Regions from separate parts of the Zea mays genome. Here region 1 is linked to region 2. The links are chromatin contacts, called in public Hi-C maps. All regions are on one chromosome and are shown on one strand. The core of a region is the stretch at or near the end of the contact, and the rest is flanking DNA. Distances in the headings are between cores, read along the strand shown.

What was found. Hi-C and Micro-C count contacts between places; a contact is called where the count stands out from the background.
Region 1: a Hi-C map of endosperm shows a contact between it and region 2, with 2.9 times the contacts expected there. The contact joins the promoter of LOC100193784 here to the promoter of LOC100275030 in region 2. A contact is called at or near these places in 2 of 25 Hi-C or Micro-C datasets (endosperm and tassel).

Annotation. Positions count from the first base shown.
Region 1 is chr9:128,572,972-128,579,106 of Zm-B73-REFERENCE-NAM-5.0, reverse strand. LOC100193784 (probable small nuclear ribonucleoprotein G) reads right to left here and starts at 3,296. Exons shown (of 4, transcript XM_008661830.3): 1 at 2,456-3,296; 2 at 2,338-2,360; 3 at 379-500; 4 at 1-100. The coding sequence starts at 2,490. The coding sequence ends at 38.
Region 2 is chr9:128,184,144-128,190,234 of Zm-B73-REFERENCE-NAM-5.0, reverse strand. LOC100275030 reads left to right here and starts at 2,867. Exons shown (of 1, transcript NM_001367950.1): 1 at 2,867-3,366. The coding sequence starts at 2,873. The coding sequence ends at 3,253. LOC100276881 reads right to left here and starts at 446. Exons shown (of 1, transcript NM_001150584.2): 1 at 1-446. The coding sequence starts at 327.

The DNA.
Region 1 (6,135 bases), core at 2,047-4,546, 390 kb before region 2:
TTTCATGCTGCGACTATATCAGCTGAAAAATAAGGATTCACTGCGACTTGGCAACTGGCTCCAGTGCCTCGATCATGACAACACTGTTTCCCCTGATAACCTGCAGATGATTGTAGGCTGTCAGCATATTATGCGAGTTAATAAAACTGTATTTTCTAAGAATTCTAGCCTATTTGATTGGCTTTGATCCGAAACAGCTTCTACTTCTAAAGTGTTTTGGTCTACTTCTACAGTGTTTTCATCTCTATGGATTGCAGCTACAGCAGTCCAAACAACTGACTTTAATCCAAAACGAACAAGCAATCATTAAAACTGCTTGACCACAAACAAGTACACGTGGAAAAAGCTAAAAATAACCTTCGGTAGAAGAAAACTTACCACCATTCCAATATCTGTCTTGTCATTTCCATTGACCTCCACAGTGTTGTCGATCACCAGATTCATGAACTGGTCGAATCCCCGAAGTGTGCCAATAACAACACGGTTTGCATTCAGCTTAACTGAAGAAATAGGCAAACAGTGAACATACAGGCCACTCATAATTTCAATGGCGAAATATTAATCTAACTCAAAACCTCCAGGATATAACAAAAATAAAATGACAAAACAGAACGTTATTGAATCAACTCACCCATGGAAAAAATACAAAAAAAACCTTGTGACTGCATATAAAATGAAACCTCGATCTCATTATAAATAATACTGTCATGAACCAAGCCTGTTATGCCTGACTGTTTGACTCAGTAATACACTTTACAGTGTTTTAAAAAATTCGTAGAAAAAAAATACAAAGGAAGCCTTTGTAATTGCATATACAATGGGGCTTCAGACATCATTATAAGACACCAGAAATATTGAATATGGAACTGCCAACATCAAATTATCAGGGGTACCTCGATTCTGCTTGAGTGAGTTCGTGGAGAACTAGTTAAAATTCCTGTCCAAAATAAATCAACTTCTATAGTTGTTTTCAGTTAACCTTTTTTTCAGGTTTCGCTGAAATTTATAGGAAAAAATATTTAATATTTGACACAAACTCAGTTAGATACAACATGAAATATATTTTCATATTATACTTTTTTTTGCTGTGATATATGCTAAAACTTCATATAAGATTGCGCAAACTTAAGAAAACTTGACTTGGGACCATTCTAGAAATTGATTTATTAAAAGACAGAGGGACTTGTCACTTGTGTTTTATTCCTTCAAAATAAATGCGTGTTTGTTTAATGCGTGTTTAATACGAAGATCACATTTAACACTAGGAACGACTTCCCACTAGATGTAATTTAATGTGTGTTTTGTTTAATACAGCATTTCTTATGTTTTAATCCTTCAAAATATCTCCCAGGCACTTATAAATGACAACAAGCTGATCCCTGTAAGTCAGCCTGATTTATGCCCAGTTTGCATCCACCAGCTACACTTTAGCTACTCCCCACTACGGCTGTCCGCTGCAGATCCAAATGGTCCCAACTAAAACACGACTCAACTTTAGCTGGAGGCCTAAATGTAAACCATTCCTTTAGCCGTTTCAACCCAACTAAAGCCAACTAAAACATGTTTAGCTAGGATCCAAACAGCGCCCCTAAACTTTTGCTGGCCAGATTAGCGGGATAAAGTTTAGCTAGGGTCAATCAAAACAGGGTCTTACACAAGCAAGTGGATTCGAAAAGGTTGATGTGGCAGCCTATCAGAGTAACTATGACAAAAAGCCTCATGTGGAAATTAATCCATAGCTTTTAGAAAATCATCGTCATGTAGGCCAGCCATCCCACACGGATTACGAACAGAACTTATTTTGGATTATCAGAGCAACTACAAAAATGAGGGAGAAATCATGACAGAAGATCCGATAGGGTAGTCACCACACTATCAAAGGGATGGCTACAAAACACCAAAGAACCATAGATACATGGCACTGTGACTGTCAGGACGCTTATAATTCGATAATGTACAACATGATACATATGTGAAAATATGATTGAATGCCCTATCAGAGTAACTATGACATAATGCTTCATGTGGAGATAAATCCATAGCCTTCATATTATGTTCATCATTTAGGGCATTTTTCAAATACGAAAATCACAAAACATACACAGTTTTGGTGCATGGTCAGGCTGAAGAACAAACTGAAACAAAGGAAGACGTTCAAATTGCCAGAACAGACATAAGCTGCTTCATCTGTCTAATGCGGAGCTAACAACGAACAGTCACGTATATTATGATCTAAGAACAAACGTACTGGGCACATGGGAAGAAGAAAAACTTTCTTGAAGCAAAACCACAGGTGTACTATTGGGACTGGATAGCGGAATCGAGAGTACCACTTACTCTGAAGCTTCTTGTCCATGTACCTGTGAACGTCACAGGAAACAAACCGAAATCAGCACGACGGAACGGAGCAAACCGGGATCTAATCCAGAGGGGGGAGACAGATGCGGGCGCTTACTTCTTGAGATCCGGAGGCTGCCCCGAGCGGCTCATGGTGGCGGCTACCTAGCCTCGAACGCGAGAGAGGCGAAGGGATCTAGGAGCGCCGACCAGCTTCTCAAAACACTGGCGCGATGGAAGAGCAGAAGAAAGACAGCAGCAGGAGCAGACGAGCAGCCAAGCTTTAAAGGGAACACAAGCCGCCGGCGCGTCAAAACCCTAGAGCGCGATGCGTCGGGGCCGCAGGCAGGTAGTACGTAAGTACGTTCGACTAGTCATGGGCCGTAAACCAGCTACTGTCATTTACAGCTCATGATAGAGGATCGGGCTATCTAGGTGGGCTTGGTAGCTCGGCTCCAATCAGTAACTATTAGGCCCATATAACAATGGTTAACAATGAAGAAACAGATCCAAGTGTTCCAAGGCAGGCAACCAACCGATCAAGAGGACGCGTGAGCGGGGCGAGGGTTGCCCGTAACTGGCGCGGTGGCCGCGGCGGCGCGGCCGCAGCAAGGCAGAGACGGCTGAGGCTCGACGAGGCGACGACGGCAGGGCTGGCCGTGGGCAAAGGAGAGATGGCTCCATAGCCGAAGCTTGGCAGTGAGTTCATGGCAGAGGCTGTCGTTCCCAATCATTGTTTGATGTGTAAAATTTTAGAAGGGCGTTTACTAAGCAGGGTTCCCAATCTCGTTTCATATTCATTTAAATGACTGGTTTCCGCATTTCTCGGTCAGGAAACCGCCAATTAGCACCAGGAAACCGCCAATTAGCACTGAGAAACCAGTTCCGGTAAATTTCCGTGCACATATTTTCAATTTTGAAAAATAATCAATGAGAAACCGCCGAGAAACTGTGTTTGTCTGTCTATATTTTGTTTCCCCAATAATCTGAACAGGACACTAAATTCTAGTGAGAATAACCTAGAATAAAAATTGTCCTTTTACCGGTATACCTTGACTCTGTAAGGGCAAACAATTCAAGTTAATTTCCTTGTATTTTCATATTGACACTAATTCTAAAAAGTGATAGAACAAAATGACTTGTTAGAGCATCTCCAACAATGCCTCAAACTAGTGCCTCAAATTGAAATATGGGGCTCTACACAAGAAAAACTACTCCAACAGTGCCCCATTTCATAAAATTTTGTCAAAAAAACTATAGGGCACCATCTCAAGTGACTCAAATATACTACACCGTAGTGGGCTGTCCTATAATCTAGATTTGGGGCTTTACTGTTGGAGCGGGGTGTTTTGCTGGTGCCCTAAATTGTATAAAATATACTTATTTTCAAATTATAGGGCATTTTTATAGGTCACATTGTTGGAGATGCTCTTAAGAATAAACGAACCACTGAAGAAGATTTTGGAATTTACATAGCTCGGCTCGGCTCGGTTCATTAAGCTAACGAGCCGGCTCGACTTGCTAGTTAAGAAACCGAGCCAAAGAATCAACTCGGCTCTGTTTGCGAGGTTGAGCTGGCTCGTTTAGCTCGTAGGCTAAAACAAAAGACTATATATATATATATATATATATATATATATATATATATATATATATATATATATAATCAATTATTAGTTAATTCTAGACTAATTTAACACTAAAAAGAGTAATAGTACTCACAATTTCATATACCACGTCGATTCAACATCAAATTAACATAGTTCATCACTTATTAGTTTATCCAACACAAGTGCAGCCTTTGTTTTGCTGACAAATGGTAGCTCGTTCGAGCTAACGAGCTGGCTTGTTAACAAACCGAGTTGAGATGCTAGCTCATCTCATGACAAAATTAAAATGAGCCGAGCCAAGCTAATCACAGCCAAGCGAGCTCATAAGCCACGAGTATTTTTCCAGCCCTAACTCCACCTTTGACCTTTCCGCTGCCAGAGCATGGCTTCGGCAACCCGCGCGCCCACAGCAAGGACGGCGGCGACGAGGAGTTCCCCCGCGCTTCACCTCGCGCCCTCCTATTGGGGGCCTTACCTCGCCGAAGATCTTCAAATCACCTCATTTTCGGCTTGAGAAGGTGTGTTTCAGACACAACAAGAAGTGTCAACGAAGCAAACCTTCGTCAGGAGTAGTGTGCAAGCTAGAAATGAGAAGATGTAGACCTTCGCACGTATACAGAAGCTAAGGATTCACACACGAAGCGGATAAAAAAGGCCAAGAAGATTTGTGAAGCAAGAAAGAAGAATAAGAAGAAGAAGAAAAGATGATATTGCCATGTATAATTTGTAAATCGTACTTGTAAACTTCGTGGGCATAATTATAATTTTTTATGAAGTTGTACCTCTTCACTGTAAATAGATGAATAGTGATATACATAAATTCACCTTTTGAAGGCACATAGCTTTGTTTAGTTTAGCCTACGAAGTACCTTTGAGTTACAGAGAGTCGCCTACAGGGGGTGAATAGTTGAAACCTAGAAATTATAAACTTTGAACACGAACTTCGCCTGAGGTTAGCGTTAGAACGAGTAATAATGAAATTAAAGTGCGGAAGATAGTTCTTCTTGCCATGAGTTTGAGAGCACCTAGAGGGGGGGGTGAATAGGTGATCCTGTAAAAACTTAACTTATAGCCACAAAAACTTGTTAGGGGTTAGCACAATAATTGCCAAGTGGCTAAAGAGGAGATCTTGCACAATACGACAATCACAGAGAATTCAACACAGAGGAGACACGGTGATTTATCCCGTGGTTCGGCCAAGTACAAAACTTGCCTACTCCACGTTGTGGCGTCCCAATGGACGAGGGTTGCAATCAACCCCTCTCAAGCAGTCCAAAGACCCACTTGAATACCACAGTGTTTTGCCTTGCTTATCTTTATCCCACTCGCGAGGAATCTTCACAAATTGGAGTCTCTCGCCCTTACACTTAAGATTCACAGAGAAGCACGGAGTAAGGGAGGGAAGCAACACACTCAAATCCACAGCGAAACGCGCACACACACGGCCAAGATTCGAGCTCAAAGACTATCTCACAGTTTCTCACAAGAACAGAGCTCGAATCACTTAGAATAACAAACGGATGCGCAAAGACTTAGTGTGGATGATCAGGGATGCTCAAGAGTTGCTTGGTGTACTCCTCCATGCGCCTAGGGGTCCCTTTTATAGCCCCAAGGCAGCTAGGAGCCGTTGAGAACAAATCTGGAAGGCCATCTTTGCCTTCTGTCGTCGGGCGCACCGGACAGTTCGGTGCACACCGGACAGTGTCCGGTGCCCGATTCCTTTCCTTAAATGGCTAAGCCGACCGTTGCAGATGCGGGAGCCGTTGGGGCACCGGACATGTCCTTCCGACCGTTGGCTTGGCCACGTGTCCCGCGCAGATCGCGCGGCCGACCGTTGGCCCTGGCCGACCGTTGGCCCTGGCCGACCGTTGGCTCACCGGACAGTCCGGTGCTGATAGTCGCCTAAAGGGGGGTGAATAGGGCGAAACTGAAATTTACAAATATAAACACAACTACAAGACGGGTTAGCGTTAGAAATATAAACGAGTCTGCGAGAGAGGGCGCAAAACAAATCGCGAGCAAATAATGAAGTGTGACACACGGATTTGTTTTACCGAGGTTCGGTTCTCTCAAACCTACTCCCCGTTGAGGAGGCCACAAAGGCCGGGTCTCTTTCAACCCTTCCCTCTCTCAAACGGTCCCTCGGACCGAGTGAGCTTCTCTTCTCAAATCAAAGTCGGGAACAAAA
Region 2 (6,091 bases), core at 1,618-4,117:
CGCCGCGCCGCCGCCGGGCCGGGCGGGGGCCGGGCCGACGCCGCCGCACAGGCTGGTGGCGCAGCGCCCGCTGCACCCGAGCTCCGACACCTCCAGCCGCGCCGCGCGCCGCGGGATGGACACCCTCGGCGCGGGCTGCGGCGGGCCCTCGGCCTCGAGCGCCGCCAGGATCCCGAGCCCCACGCCTCCTCCTACGGCGTCGCGGTGGCGCCACCCACGGGGCGACGCCGACGCGCGGTCCAGCGGGCTCGTCGGCGACGGCAGGCCGTCGGCCTTCCACTGGGGGATCTCCAGCCTGCGCGCCATGGTCCTCGCCTTCTCCACCATGCCTCGCTGCTGGGCGCGGAATAAGAGGGGAGGAGAGGAGAGGAGGTTGTCGCTGGCTGCTCCTCTCTGGCTTGGTTGTCCAGAGACCAGAGGAAGAGGAGAGGTTGGAGGGGCAGAAGAGGAAGTGGGAGGAGAGATCGGGAGTGGTTTCCTGTATTTGTAGCCCCTGGCCTGCCAAGCCCGTCTTGCTGTGGGTTTTCTTTTCCAGCTACATGGAATATATATTTTAGTGTGTGTGCTAAATTTCTATTTTTAATACCAGCTTTATTGGCTCATGTGGCGTGGCTAGAGGAACACGGAGCGGTTGCAGTATCTGTACACGCCAGCTTGGACAGCCAAGGTGGTTTGTAAAAACTCGACACCATTTTGTGTTAACATAGACTCGATTAGCCAGCAATAACCTCAGTTCTCGGTTTGGGTTACGAGGGACTAATTGGTTTGATGTTATTAGGCTTCCTCCAGCAAGCACATGCATATCATCACGTTCGGTATATTTAGCGCACCCATATCGTCCGCGCACTTCCATTAGAGTGCTCTGTCGTGTCCTCTAAATTTTGTCGGCCTTCTCTCGACTCTCTCGTCCTCCAAATCTAGCGTCTCCTGCACTAATTAAAAGTTGCCTCATTGTTAATTCTGCACCTATCATGTAATGTTATTGTATGGATGACAAAATTTAGAGAACGTTGTTAAAGATAATGAAAATATATATGATGAAATGTTTTAGAGTGTGCTGTAAATCACAAATGATATATTTTTAGAGGTTGAAATTTAGAGAATATTACTCAGGACAGGATTAGAAGGCGCTTGGGGGGACCTCCAAAGACTCGGTAGCCGTGACGGGCGTTGAGATCTTGCTGACCACCCTAATGCAATGCAGTAACCACCCCCACCCGTATGCCGTATAGCATGTGTACGAGAAGCAGCTCTGCTGCGGAAGGCGACGGGGATAGGACGATCATGGATTCGCGAAAACCATGGACTAGAGAAAAAAATGGTGTGCTGGCTGGAGCAGCATGGGAGTCTGCCACGGACAATACATCACGTCACGTCTTGTCTTTTTCTCCTTTCACTCCCAGTTCCTGCCACTCGGTGACTTGGACGTTGGCGGACCTGACCACATGCCCATCTCTGGATCTGGTGAACGAGAATCCAAATGGAAATTACCGGGCGCCATATTACTGTAACCCGTTATCGTGCGCTTTGGCTTTAGTGCGTCCGTGACGTCACCTGTTCATCCCAAAAGAAAAACCAGAGAGGTCGAGTTGTAGAGCTGAGCTGCAGTGGGGAAGGATGAGGTGACTTGAGTACGTACAGTACCTGGAGCCCCCCCGGGTGAAATGGCTGGCGAAATTTTCTTGTACTAGCACCGGTGAGTGTGACTTGGTGGATCCACTGCCCAGTGCCTCCGCTGAATGGGGTCCAAGACGCAGGTAAAAAAAAAAAGAAGGGAAGCAAAAAGATCTGCGAGCGAGGTAGAGTATCCGTAAAAGATAAACGTGTCACTTTCCGGCTGTCAATTGAGACTAGGCATCCACGTAGCGTGGCCAATCAATTCGCTTGGGAGTATGTGCGTGCCTGTGGCTAAACAATCCCGGCTAAACCCTGATCGATCAGGATACCATTAAGGTCGCTGGCACCGCCATTTGGGTGAACCTTCTAGAGCGGGCGTTTGTTTAGTGAGAGAGACAGGGCGCTACAGTGGCCAGTGGCCAGTGAGAGACCGTGTGTCTGGCAGGTGGACCCTGCGCACTCCCTCGCAACGCACAGCGGGCGCCGGCCAATCAGGGGCATGGAAGTCGGAGCCCCGCCAGCCAGAGCCAGTTTCAAGAGCCCCATGCGATGGCCTGCCAGACTTGCCAGTGCCCGTGTGGCTAGGGGACGCGTGCGAGGACACGCGGAGGCGGGGCGGGGCTCGTGTCCCCTGCCGTGCGCACACACGGCATCGCATGCACGGACCTACTAGGCTGCCACGCGGGGCTCCTGGGAAGGCGTGCCGAGCCACGCGTACTCCTACGTACGCTGCGCTGCCGCGGGAACGGGCCCACCCCCGCTTTTATTATTCCCTCTCGCAGCGCCAGCGGATGGTGCCATTGGTGCCCCCCGGCTGTGGCCCTTGTCCCCTCCCCTCCTCCGCCCGGTGGTGATGATGACGGCCTCTTTGGAGCGGTACGGCAGGCTCGTGTCGTGGGAGGAATGGACGGAAATAACCCCCCTTCCTTCCTTTCCCTGGATTCCGTTCCTCCGCCCACCGTTCGCCTAGAGTGTGGGCCCCGTTCTGGTTCTGTGGGCAGGGCCGTTGATAGAAGAACCACGGGCTGCACGGTGAAGATGTGCTGTGTAGCTGCAAACATCAAACTACTGTACTAGTACGAGTTATTACGGCCGTTCTGGTTCTGACGGCGTGAGTGAACGGCTGGTTTTTGGACCGAGCTGCCGTACGCGCTACGTGGGCACACACGCGTCGCAAGAAGAGCAGCCGACGGGTTTAGGGAGACGCACCGTCGTGTACGTGTACACCACCCAACTAGTACTACGAAGCACCGCGATGCCGTTACAGCAGGTTATTAATAAGTTTATTATCACTCGCCGCGTCCCAGCTTCTGTGCGCATGCACTTGCTCCGCCTCCGGTCCGGTCACAACCGCGACACCGACCAGCCCATCCCGGATCCATACATGGACCAAACACAGCGGCGGCTCGATGACCACGGCCACGCGCCGGTGGTCAGTGCCCACGCCCAGCAGGCCGGTCCAGACAAGAGCCGGCAGCAGGAGCAGCCGCCGCCGCCGCCTTCTTCGTTGAACCAGACGGCGGCGAGGCTCCTGCGCGAGGCCACCGTCTCCCGCCCGGACGGCGAGAAGCCGGCGTCCTCGGACATCCTGGCCTTCGCGCGCTCCGTCGACCGCGTGGACTCGCCTCTCGAGTAGCTTTTTTTTGGCTTGCCCACTCTCAGTCAGCTACTGGCTCACTGGCTTTGTTTCTTTTCTTATCCATCTTGTGTTCGCACCGTAATAAAAAAGGGTCAACACTTTCCTCCCTATTTCGATCGTCAGTTTGTTTGTCATTCCTGTTAAGGTCGAGGGATTACTGCAGGCTTGTCATTCCATTTTCGCGATTTCGAAAAAGAAAACTCAACAATAATGTGTATAGGCGGAAGAGTACTTGTATGTTTGTACGGCACACACACACAGCCGAAATAGACGCTCGCTGTATCTCTCAAGTCGTAACCGACGCATCAAATCTGGACTCCGCTACACGTAGTACAGCGGATCATACCCTGTTTCGCTGTGTAACGCACCAGTACCTCACTTCTTTGTAAAGAGGAGACTTGAATATTTGTATCATCCAAAGCACCAATACGATCCTTAAAATATGGATACACTCATCTCTTATTCTCCTATAGACCATATAAAAAACCATTAGTTAGGTGGTCTAATAAAACTCTGTCATGTCTATTAAAGAGTTAGGCCACGTTTGGTTTTTTGTATATTATAGAAACTACATCTTACACGTTATACCAGAAAATGCAATTTGCACTTGGTTCTTGGATTTTTATTTCTCTGGACACAGAATCTAAAACTACGAATGAGTTACCATTGCCTACATAATGTATTTTTTATTAAAATGCGATTCCCAGTTATGCCAAGAACCAAACAAGGCCTAACTACCTCATAAGAATTTCCTAGTAACTGTCTCAGCTGGATGCTTGACACAATTTTAAGGAAGCGGTGCCAAGTGCAACAATCTCCTGAGGCTCGCGTCGCGTGAATCTGTGTATTATACGGGAAGCGCGGGGGCACGGAAGCTGTGGACTCGGTAGCAGGGGCATTTTGGTCCTCATGGCGGAAACAGCGACGCGTTCATGGGAAGCGGAAGTCTCCCACCCTCCGGTCCGATGTCCGGTCACGTGGCCGGTGGCCCACGTCCGCCACTCGCCAGGCCCGCACGCCCTCCGCTACACGACGGGGACGCACCACGTCCGGCCGCTGGACCCCGCCCTGACGTTGACGCATGCCACCCACCACTAATGGGCCTGGGGCCCAACTGCTGCTACGCGGGTTCATTTCACTTCATCATTTGCGTCCAGAACCCCCCTCCTCCCTGTGTCACTGTGTGTGTGAGTCATCAACGTACCGTACCGAAAAGCTCGAAACACCCGCGCGGCGGTGAGAGGGTAGGAAAGCGACAGGAGTAGGTGTAGGTGGGGGGAGTACTAGTGTACTACTACCGCGTCCACTGTACCCAATAATTTCCCCGCAGTGTCCTCACGCACGGCTGGGCCCCACCCGCCCGTGGGACCCGCAACAGTACGTGGACGCAGGATACCTGAACCTGGTCACTGTATACCAGTCAGTCAGTCGCCGACTCGCCCGTCCGTGATGAGCCTGCTGCCGTCCGTGTTTGCCACACCCGGTCCCGTCCCACACACGATTATAGCAGTTCGTCCTGCAGCCGTTACCGTGCGATGGCTGATGCCGCTGGCTCAGGACAGGGACGCTGCCGGAGCGCCGGGCCCCAACCGGCCGGCCGGCCATGATCTAGATAGTCCGTCCGTCCACCTCCCAAACTACACAGGCATTCTCTGCAGGCCGAAAAGCGGTTTGAATTTCGGCCGAAATTCGGTGCACCGTTCGGTCTCTTTCCCTGAATCTGAATCCAACTCTACGGATTCGTCGCAGGACCCACTCTATAATCTGATGGCCACTAGCAGTAATAAGTCGGGGGGGAACAGGGAGAGTGACGTTGATGAGGCAAAGAAATTAAAGCGGTCCTGTCAAGGCTGAATGATTTGGCTCGGACAGCGTATTCAATGGATTTGAAACATGATGCAGTCGCTCAGTCTGTACCGTCGCTGCAGTGCAGTGCACCACAGTTGGAATCCAAGATGGCTCCAGGAGCAAACGGTGAAGCCGGTGAAAGGAATGAACGAAAACCATCACATCTTATGGGATTAGCTAGCTAGTCCTCTTGTTCCTGTTTTTATTTTCCTTTTTCTTTTCAGACAACCAACCCACACAAGCACGCTCCCGCCGCCCATCTCCCCTGCCGTGCCGCCAGAGCTTGATAACTGAGTTAGCCTGGTTCGGTTTCTCAATCTCTATCAGCTGTATCTTGTTTACACTCTAAATAGACACTCACGTTTTCTGTATTTGATAGCGAGACATCTAGAACATAATATGACTATATTTGATAAGTTGTTGAACAGTATACTTCTATAAAAAAATTACTTCTTGTTAAAAGACGCTCGGGTTTGGGACGTTCCCCGCGCTTCACGCGTCTGAGAGCCTTCACTGCGTGACGCGTGGCTGAAGAAAGCCAGAGCAAAGCTGTGCAGTGCCACTGTGCCAGGCCGGCCAAAAAGAAGAATCGGAGCCTCCCGCCACGCCGCCGCACGCGTCCGTGGCGACGTCCGCCCCGACGCCTGCCTCGCGCACCGTCTACAGCGACCGCTTCATCCCCAGCCACACCGGTTCCAACCTCGCGCTCTTCGACCTCGCCCCCTCGCCCTCCTCCGCCGCCTCGTCCTCGCACGACGGCGGCCCCGCGGCCTCGTCCGGATCTGCGCAGCCCGCCGCGTCGCCCTACTGCACGCTCCTCCGCGCCGCGCTCTTCGGCCCTGACACGCCCGACTGCGTCGCGTCCTCGGCCGCCGCGTGCTCCTCGTCCTCCTCCCCGGGGCCCTCGCCTGTCGGCACCCCCGCCATCGGGAACATCTTCAGATTCAAAGACGGAGCCGGAACGCCAAGAGGGCGCTTTTTTTCGGG